Regions from separate parts of the Mus musculus genome. Here regions 1 and 2 are each linked to region 3. Evidence: chromatin contacts called from public HiChIP or PLAC-seq data. All regions are on one chromosome and are shown on one strand. Each heading gives the region's core, a stretch centred on a gene start, on an enhancer-like site or on the middle of the called end of the contact. The rest is flanking DNA. Distances are from core to core; before and after follow the strand shown.

Evidence for each region. HiChIP or PLAC-seq counts read pairs in DNA pulled down with a chosen protein or histone mark.
Region 1: a contact with region 3 is called in an H3K27ac HiChIP or PLAC-seq map of embryonic stem cells, with 13 read pairs. The contact joins the promoter of Cd8b1 here to the promoter of Krcc1 in region 3. A contact is called at or near these places in 1 of 15 datasets of contacts at CTCF or cohesin (CD8 T cells), 3 of 484 Hi-C or Micro-C datasets (CD8 T cells, bone marrow-derived macrophages and effector CD8 T cells), 5 of 115 datasets of contacts at active chromatin or transcription factors (CD8 T cells, the SCID.adh cell line, embryonic stem cells and 1 more) and 3 of 9 other capture datasets (adipose tissue, liver and pancreatic islet).
Region 2: an H3K27ac HiChIP or PLAC-seq map of embryonic stem cells shows a contact between it and region 3, with 16 read pairs. The contact joins the enhancer-like site here to the promoter of Krcc1 in region 3. A contact is called at or near these places in 3 of 39 promoter capture datasets (liver and macrophages), 3 of 15 datasets of contacts at CTCF or cohesin (CD8 T cells, the G1E-ER4 cell line and the NIH/3T3 cell line), 13 of 484 Hi-C or Micro-C datasets (the G1E-ER4 cell line, the HL-1 cell line, brown adipocytes and 5 more), 16 of 115 datasets of contacts at active chromatin or transcription factors (CD8 T cells, the HPC-7 cell line, the SCID.adh cell line and 7 more) and 2 of 9 other capture datasets (adipose tissue and pancreatic islet).

The regions. Positions count from the first base shown.
Region 1 is chr6:71,320,992-71,324,193 of GRCm38.p6, forward strand. Cd8b1 (CD8 antigen, beta chain 1) reads left to right here and starts at 1,797. Exons shown (of 6, transcript NM_009858.3): 1 at 1,797-1,908. The coding sequence starts at 1,866. It overlaps Gm38828 (a long non-coding RNA gene), which reads right to left and starts at 1,666. Exons shown (of 3, transcript XR_869170.3): 1 at 1,344-1,666; 2 at 924-1,016.
Region 2 is chr6:71,234,874-71,238,182 of GRCm38.p6, forward strand. It overlaps Smyd1 (SET and MYND domain containing 1), which reads right to left. Exons shown (of 10, transcript NM_001160127.1): 4 at 2,484-2,614; 5 at 470-508. Among named protein-coding and RNA genes, the nearest start is that of Smyd1, 26 kb to the right of the region's middle. Within about 2 kb of position 1,863, at least 23 of the 459 cell types and tissues checked have an H3K27ac peak or open chromatin away from gene starts, as enhancers often do. A contact at or near this core is called in the HL-1 cell line, bone marrow-derived macrophages, embryonic stem cells and 5 more, where this site is marked.
Region 3 is chr6:71,270,346-71,273,525 of GRCm38.p6, forward strand. Krcc1 (lysine-rich coiled-coil 1) reads left to right here and starts at 1,332. Exons shown (of 3, transcript NM_001354706.1): 1 at 1,332-1,495. Mir8112 (microRNA 8112) reads left to right here and starts at 1,326; the gene lies at 1,326-1,456.

The DNA.
Region 1 (3,202 bases), core at 547-3,046, 51 kb after region 3:
AAACCCACAGAGGCTATTTACTAAGGACATATGTTGAACAGTTCCATCTCTGAGGAATAACTACATTCAACAAAAAGAGCAGTTACCAGGTTTTGGCACACGCGGAAGATGGGGAGCGATCATACCATCCATTCCTCGGCAGACATACTGTGACCTCTCTTGGACCACTTTGTGATCTGTGCGTTTTACGTTGATTTTGAGAGCTACTACTGTGTGGTTTTCCTAGGACTACCTATGCTGTGTACATCTGGCCCTTAGCAGATTCTCCTGGGAACAGATAAGAGGTATGGTGGAGACCAGCCGGACTACAAGGGCAGCGCTTAGGACATGACCGTTTCCTTCTTTGTCTCCAGAATCTCTGGACTCAAAAGCCTCAGCTTTTGCCCCTGTCACCAGGAACTGGAGGGAGTCGGATGGAAAGAATAAGGATTTGGACACTGAGGGGCCTGTGTCTCGACCCCACTGCCAGCTTTAGCCACCACTGGTTACCCCATTCACTCTTCTGAAACTCAAGCGCACAATGTGCTTGGCTGCAGGGCCGGCCTAGATGACACTCCGGCCTAGATGACACTCGCAATCTTTTTTTTTTTTTCTTTTTGAGGCAGGGCTTCTCTGTGTAGCCCTGGCTGTCCTGGAACTCACTCTGTAGATCAAGCTGGCCTCGAACTCAGAAATCCACTGGGATGGATTTTTGATAGGATCTCTCTATGAAGCCCTGTTGCCTTGAACTCACTGTGTATACCAGGCTGGCCCCAAACTTGTTTTAGCCCACTTGTCTCCCTTCCAAGTCCTGCGGTTACCTGATGCACGCTTAGCTCTTCTTCTGTGGTGGATGTCCCCCACAGCCCTTCCCAGCCTCCCTCTCGCCAGCAGACAGATCACCAAGGATCCAGTTTCCCTGGACAGCAGCTCTCTCAACTCACCTCTGCCAGCCTCCACAGGCCTCCCCGTTCTTCATGGGTTCTTGATGGGGCTTTGATCTCAAAACTGATGAAGAAGCCTCAGGGCATACAGCACTGTAAGGCAGGGCAGGGGAGGGGAGACATACAGACACCCCAGTCCGTAGGGCTCTAGGTCCAGGTTTGGCTTTGCCTCACTTTCAGGCAAGGTCTGAGCCCCTCTGTGGCACCCCAGCTTGCCTCTCTCCCTCCTTTCTCTCTGTGTTGGCTAACTTCCCTTCCTCCCTTACAAGGGATCTCCATCACTCCAGGGCCAGCTGGACTCTGAACTGGGAGGTCTTCATAACTGTTTTCCTTGCTGAGACACACACACACACACACACACACACACACACACACACACACACGTAAAGCCTCTGTCTCCTGCCACCACGTGTTCCCTACCACAATGGACTGTGTCCTCAAACCAAGATGAACCCCTCCTCCAGCTGCTCAGAAAGAACGAATGTAAAGACGTGTCTGAATTAGGGCCAAGCTTCACAAAACCATGAGGCCTGGCGCATGCTGGCCTCTGTGACTCAGTTGTCCCAAGGTATCAGGGTTCTGTCCCGAGCTCCCCCCTGGGGCAAGAGGCATCACACAGGTGCAACCCCTTGGCATGACTGAGTCTGAGATCTATCACTTCCTCTCACCAGAAAACAAGAGTCCTGGTGGGCTCTTTGAAAAGTCAAGGCTTTGATGCTGTATAGGATGAAGATGAAGGCACTCCATACACACACACACACACACACACACACACACACACACACACACACACACACACACATCACGATTCCGCCCCTGCCCTGGTGGCCCCGCCCTCTTAGCTCACTTACGTTCCTGGTGCCCCACCCGCCCAAGCTGGCTCCTAACCTACCTTTCAGTTGACAGAGCACTGAGGGGAACAGTGTCCCCAAAAGCGCCAAGATGCAGCCATGGCTCTGGCTGGTCTTCAGTATGAAGCTGGCAGGTAAGACCCAGAGTGGGGCTACCCCCAATCTGCACTAGAGCAGGGAACTTAGGCCTGGTATCTCAGCAACAGGAGGAATAGACAGGCGCTGGGCTGTGAGAACAGGGGAGGCCGGTAGGCAGAGACCCTGAACCCGGAATGGAGATTCCTTCTCACTACCCAGAGAGGTCTGAGACGCCCAGGGCAGAAGTCACCTCTGTCCTACAGCCTGAACTAAAAGGGAAGGAAGGAAAAATGGAAGAAAGAAAAGGAAAGAGAGAGATCTAAAACCGAAGGGGAAATGTTCAGGGTGCCTACCGGGATGTGCCCCGTGAAGTCCCCAGAGGCCCTACAGACGTACTCTTATTACTTCCGGGAAAGTGCTTCTAGAAAATTGGACAACTATGGCAGGATACTCATTATGACCCCCTGGCTCTCCAGTGTGCTCTGCAGCATTCCCCCCCGCCCCCGCCCCCAAGTAGCGGCACTGCAGTTGGGATGTTGGAGCTGGCACAGAGATGTGGCCTAAAGGTTGTCATTGTGGTCAACCCAGAGACTTTGCTTTTTAGAAGAAGACTTCCAATATCCACGGGTCTGGTACCTCCTAGAGCCCCCAACTACTGAGGGAAACAAGGGAGGCCAGTCCCTGCCTCTGAACAGGTTAGCTAAACTGGTCAAAATAAGAAATGAAACAAGATTCTTTCAGGCCACTAAAGCTACCTCTGATCGTTCTAGAAATACCAGGTTCCTCTGAAAATGGAGTCCTAGGCTACCAAGCAGATTAAATGAGACTGTATGTGACCTAAAGCCTGGCTGTGTGTGTCCTCTGGGCTCTTTGGAAAGGCCCCTACCATCTGGGTATTTGTGGCCCCACTTTGAGTATAGGTCTCCTCGATTGGGAGGCTCGGAGTTCATTCACCCCAGTCTAGGACCCCGGTTTGAGTGCCAGTCCACTTCACAGACTGTGGGACCTTGAGTTCAGCTTTCCCTCAAGCTCTGTTTGCTCCCGTGTAAAATGAGTCTCTCGGCATAGGATTTGGTGAGGATTAAATCAGACAACGCATGCACTGTGCCTGACACACTGTGATGATCTATATGGACATCATCACTTCATATTGACTTCTCCAAAGAGGCCAGTAACCCAAAGCAATAAAAATGGCTGCGATGGGACAGAAATGGTAGCCTGAAACTCGGGGAAGGGAGATGGAGCAGCACCTCAGCCACAGGGGAGTAGTCACTCTTTCCATGCGATCAGAGGCTCCGAGTGGTCTGAGGGTGGAATCGGGATTCGTTCATCACATCAGTTCCAGGGAAG
Region 2 (3,309 bases), core at 613-3,112, 35 kb before region 3:
TGCTACCTAAGCCACATGTTCACAGTTTTAATCCGTTAAAAAGTACACAATGAATACATATTTAGCAAAAACATCCCAGCTCTGGGTGCTATTGGTGAGAAGCTGGGTCTACACACGAGCACACGGTGAATTGGCGGGTTAGTGGCAAGCGGAGTTTAAAGAGCCAGTGTACTTTGGGGCTGAAATAACTGGAAGGTTCACACACTGAGATAAAAGTGGAGAAGTAAGGGGTGAGAGGGAGGGAAGACAGCAAACAAAATAAAACATAGGCAAGTGAGAGGCAGGCAGGCGAGGAGGAAGTCGTGACTTCAACGACAGGAAAAATCGCCATTCGGTGAAGCCAAGACACTGCAGTACAGGGCATGACGCGTGACAGCAGCCAAGCAGTCAGGAAAGGCTGTCCCCAGGAAGCCAGGCACGTGAGGGAGATGGGTCAGACAAACACGGACATGTGAGAAGACTGACCCACCTCATCTGCGTGTGAAACATGGATTTCACTGCCTCATGACTGAAAGACAAAACAGACACCCACGAGGAAGTCAATACCACTGCAGCCCCAAGAGAGCACAGCATTGTGGGCTCACGCAATCAGGGCATTGACAGTCACGACCAACCTCACCCCTGCTAGCTGGGCTCCCCTGCCAGGGTGCTGCCCGGAACAGTGAGAGCGCACTGGGAACAGGGTTACAAAATGGAGTCACAGAGGGATTCACTGCTGAACAACTGACCTCCTTTCCCAGGTCCTCAGTGTCCACTTAGAGTACAACAGTGAGATTGTTGTAAGACAACGTAACTGAGAAGAGAGTGCTGAGAAAAATGTAGAGATGATTTTCCTGTCCCAGTGACTAGCATGGTGCATCAATAAGCACGGCCTTTTTGGTGACTCTCTTTGGGGGAGAGTTCTGAATTGCATATGTAGAGAGTACTTATTGTGGTTAAAATGGGGCCACTGAGCCGGGCAGTGGTAGCACACACCTTTAATCCCAGCACTTGGGAGGCAGAGGCAGGCAGATTTCTGAGTTTGAGGCCAGCCTGGTCTACAGAGTGAGTTCTAGGACAGCCAGAGCTAAAAGAGAAACCCTGTCTCGAAAAAAAAAAAAAAAAAAAAAAAAAAAAAAAAAAAAAAAAAAAAAAATGGGGCCACTGATACCATGTCCAGGCTGATTTCCAGTGTCGCAGGCAGATAGGCAGTGACTGTAATGACCTTCTCCCTTGCACAAAAGCAAACAGATCCAGGGAACACATGACCACTCACAGTTAGTAGATACAAAGAAGCTACAGCAGACACCAGAGATGCCCTGAAGCACGGGCCCTAGGTTCATTAATTATTACACAGTCAGAATAGGGGCCTGGGGTCACCAGCACTTACAGAAGGGCCATCTGGGAATTGTGCATAGCTAAGTGTGATTAACTCAGTCAACCAGGCTAAACCTGGGTAACAGATCCTCTAAAAAGATTCCATGAGGTCTAGGCCAATTGTCCCTAGAGGCTTAGACCCTGGAGTACAATGTGCTAGAAAATATTATTCTCAGAGTCCAAAATAAGCTTTCCCAATCTTTGTCATCTCTCTCAACTGCTTTAGATACTGGGGTCAGGAACAGAAAGGAAATAAGAACTCATAGCCTTGGCTATGTGGCCACTTCAACCTGGTTCTCAGCTGAGACCCAGAAACCACTGTCTCTGGCTTCAAGGAAGGTTTAGGAGAAAGCTGCTGGTGGGTGGCTCGAAGTTGGCTTTCATCTGTCATGTGCCCCACTCCCAAGATCCAAGTGTCTGCCCACGTGTCTTTGATCTGTGCCTTTCTGGGGGCAAAGGGCTGAACCCTGAGGACTGCGTCACCTGGGTTCCTTTGCTCTTTGGCCTCTGGGTGAGGTTGGCCAAGTGGAAGAGAACGGGGTTGAAGTTGTTAGCCCGTATTTCCAGCAGTGCCTAACTTCTTTGCAGGAGCAGTTGTATGGCACAGCTCAGTGGAAGGAGCCATCTTTCCGAGCACATTGTTCAGGCTTCATCCCCCCCCCCCCCCAGACCTCCCCAGCCTGAGCTGCACCATCAGGCCCCAGGCTGTTTATCGATCCTATTCCTTTTGTGCCTGGTCCTTCCCAAACCCTGCCCACATGCCTGTAAATTGTCTTTTTACTAAATTCTGTCTGACTCTACTCCTTTGAATGTGCTTTCTACTTTCTTATAGACCCTTAGCTAGCACAGGCTACTGCCAGAGCACTTTTTTTTGGCTCTAGGCAAATAATCCCAGAGGTCAAGTTTTAGAGCAGTAGTTAATGATTTATCCAATACACGGAGGCAGACCTAGAGATTCAGAAACGGACAAGGTAAAATTCTTCTGCATCCACCTCAGTTCCTGCCTCTCCTCGGTCTGGAGTGAGACTCTGAGTTGCCGAACATTGGCAGTGCATGGCAGTCCACGTTTACAAGTTTGACTTTGGTTGAAATCAAGTAGAAGATTGCCCAATCCCCGTTGCACTCACTTGCCATTGTTGAATATGACAGTGCAGTTTGGCCAGCAATCATGGTTCACCAGGCCCAGGTTGGGGAAGATGCCCACACCTACTGCCTGTAGCCCTCTCTGGTCACTGAGAGTGAAACCGTTGCAGTTGATCTACCCAGAGGACAAGAGAAAAGATTCAGTCAACAGGCACAGATCGGTACAGATTATCACCCTAGATGTTGAAGAAGTTTGAAAACTAGAGGGCCTCATGAGTCTGGGAAAGGGACAGGTAGGGAGGTGGGGCAGGGTGTTAACAAAGATAGGAGGGGACAATAGGGGTGGAGAGATTATCCGAATATAGTATATGCATGTGTAATTACAAATAGCAAAAATGATCAATCTTTTAAAAGGGAGATTTTCATCCTGAAGACTTGTTTTTCACACATTTCACACGAGATGTGTGCCATGGAAGGAGTCCCATGTTTAACAAAACCACTTTGAAGCTCTCAGTAGTTCCAGCCTAATAAGGACCAAAGACAGGAATGCTGGCTGCTAATGCCATCTGTGTCTCAGCGGTTGTTTTAAGTATCCATCTTGGTTTATCTTTCCATATTCTGGTGTGGTGTGTGTGTGTGTGTGTGTGTGTGTGTGTGTGTGTGTGTGTAAATCAAATAAGAGCAAATACTCTTGATCTAGGAGAGGTGGCACTCACTTGCGTCCCAGTACTTGGGAAGTAGATATAGTAGATTTGGGAATTCAAAGCCAAGTAAGTAGAAAAATGAAGAGAGAAAATATGGTAGGATAAACCAGCATCATTTTAAGTTTCTGTCCTTTCCAGACTTTAAGCCTTCTCTCCTGAGTCTGTT
Region 3 (3,180 bases), core at 82-2,581:
CAGTCGGGGAGTGGCAATGCTTGGCAACGGAAGCAAGTGCAGCCTGTTGACTTACACAGTAGTGTAGTATTAACCGGAAGCAGGGCCTTTAACATGGTCCAGTGGGTGAAGGGGCTTCTAATTCCAGCACTTGGGAGTCTGAGGTAGAAGGATCCTGTATTCCAGGCCAGCCTGGGAGTAAAGCAGTCTTCGGCTTTAAAAACCAAAGACCCTAGTGGAGCTTCCTGGCTCACTCGTTAAATTTCAGCCCTTGCGAGACTGAGAGATGATAGAAAGGGATTGGTGAAGGCGAGTGGAAATGAAGGGTAGACAGACATCTCCTGAAACAGAACTGATCTTTAATCAGAACTGAAGGGCTGCAGTCTCTCAGGGAAGTGAGACTATGCCCAAGTGGCACGTGTTGGGGAGTAAGGGGTTGGGTTTTGTAGGACTGAAAGGGGGGGGGGGAGGCGGAGGGAGGGAGCTTTGGGGTTGGAAGATTCCATTTGCAGGTCAGTTCCCCTGCAGTCAGGAAGTGGGAGAGGCTAGCGGGTCTGGTATGTGGATCTCCTTATCAGAAGCTTCAGCAGTCAACAGTCAACTCTGGGCTTCTCAGTCCATCTGAGGTTTTTAAGTGATTACTTCAATCCATGCTTGGGACCAGCCTGAGCTAAAGTAAGACCCTATTACACATGGGTCGGTGTGCTGCCAAGCCCCAGAAGCTGAGTTCGACTTCTGGGGTGCATAAGGTAAAAGGAGCCCCACCCTCACTCCGCTCCACACAAAATAATGACCATGTAAAGAAAACTAAAATATACTTTAGTAGTACCTGTGTGATGTTGTATCTATGTAATAGGAGCGTGTATGGTGAGCATACCGTGTGTGTGCTTTGAGGAATACTATGCACGAACGTGTATAATCTAAGAGGGAATTTATGGACTATGCTAGCTAGCAACGTACCATGAGCAGGGATGGTGCTTAATATTTAGTCTTAATATAAGAGCACAAGAAAGAGGAAAGGCAGATGTGCGTTTCTTAGATATTTTGGCCGGTGGATCCATACATTTCCAGACTCACTTTGGCTTCCGGGCTGAACCTCGTCACTAGGTTTCTTTCCTCCAATGGCAAGAAGGACCGACACCCAAGCTCCTACCCACACGGACAGAGCCGGTTAGTCCGAAATGGCGGGAAGGGGCGGAGCACACATGGAGGGCGGGGCTAGAAAATTTCCCGAGGGCTCGGCCGCCCTGCTGCGCACGCGCACCTGCGCGCCCCCGCCGCCATGGCGCTGGCGCTGTCCAGTCAGCCGCGGGTGGTGGCGGCGACTTCCCCTCAGGAAGTCAGGTCTCCGCCTCCTCCCCCCCTCCCACCCCGCCTGCTCTGCGGCGGAGGCGGCGGCGGCGGCAGCGGTGTCTCTGCCTCTCCGCCACCTCCACCGCAGCCTCTGACCCCCGGCCGGCGTTGTTGGCGGGGAGGGGGACAGTAGTTGTAGACGCCCGCCCCTGCCTCAGAGAAGGTGAGTTCCCGCCCGGCGGCGGGGGCGGCCCGAGCTCCAGCCCTCAACTCCCGCGGCCTGGTGAAGGCCGAGCGCCCCGGCCCCGCCCCGCCGCGCCTTCGAAATGGCCGACGAGAGCCGGGCGCGGCCCCCCTCGGAGCGCCTGACTCTCTCCTCAGAACCCCTCAGCATCCGCGGCGCCATGGCCGAGGGACCTCACGGCCTGGCGAGGAAGCCGAGGTCCGAGGGGGCTAGGAGAAGAGGCGGCCGAGCCGAGGGCAGTGGGGGTTCAGTGAGGAATCCCCGTCCTCCAGCGACCCCGGGAGAGAGCAGCCTCGGTTTGGTGCAGGAGCGTGGACAGGAGACTTCCCAGCAGGCCACTTAGCGACAGGCATGAGTGGGGAATTAGGGAGCTCTGGACAGGAGGGTGGGAGCTTCCAGGTTTCCTCAAGGAAGAGGAGAGGTGAGGTGGAGGGGACGGATCACCCCGAAGCTTTTCTAGGCTTCTGGATTGCCAGGAAGACGAGTTAGAAAAAAATGTCCAGACGTCTCTTGACCGTAGTAACCCGAGTTTTAGCATTTTTTGACCAGTGTGAGAGTGGCGAGAAGCAAGATTTTATTCCAACCCTACTGACTAGGAGCAGAACTGAGCTGTGTTCTGGAGTGCTCCGAGTGACTTTGGCCTTTAAAAAAAAGTGTAAGGAGAGAAGGCCTGAAGTAGACAGGAGAGGTGAAAACTCCCCAAGGGTTAGGCATTGCTTCTGCCGGCTGAGAACTAGGAAGTTAGGCGCCTCCTTCATCCCAGTTACATTTCAAAGAATTGCTTCTATAGACTCTGAAAGACCGCTGAGCTGTGGGAAATAAGCTTAAAATGAGGGGATAGTTAGAGTCTTTGTTGGGCGTGGTGCTGAGCGCCTTAAATCCCTAGCAGTGGAGGGGCAGAGGCCATCCTGGTCTACATGAGAATTCCTAGCCAGCACGAGCTATAGAGTGAAACACTACCTCAGGAAAAAAAACAAAAATGGCCTGGGACCGGGCAGAATTTGTTAGCTTTTTAAGAGTGAGCTCTACTGTGGGTAGAACTCCTTAGACCCCAGCATCACAAACACGGAGGCGTGTCATCTGTTGAGGGCTAAAATAAACAGTAAACCTGACAGCCAGAGCTTTTCCTTAAAGTGTGGCAGGGGTGTCCCAGGCACTTGACACTGGGCACCGTGTTAAATTGTGATTTAAGTCGCTTTTTATGGATGGAGGTTTGGAGAGTTTTGACATTCTCACCAACACATTTACCAAAACACAAAAGCTGTAGACTACCCCAGTAGATGTGTGTGTGTGTGTGTTATAGGTACTACACACCTGAGACAGCCTGCACCTGTGAGATAAATCTTTAAAGCAGTTTTGGAAATAATTTTATATCGTGGCATTTGATTCCCCACTGCAGAAGAGTTCAGTAAAACACCAAGAAACAGAAAAACTATTTTTAGTACTTTTACCTTATATTGCTCCTTGTCTCCAGTGTGAAAGATAATGGAAGCCAGACTATCACAGGATAATTTAGATTCCTTTTCTATATATAATACCTGTAAATATAACACTAAAAGTAACTTTTTTCATGATATCTGTATTTTATGTCCTTTCACAATTTGGAGAAGTAGCACAGGAGTAAAATAGTATCCTTAAAACATTTTTATGAACACTTCCATGTA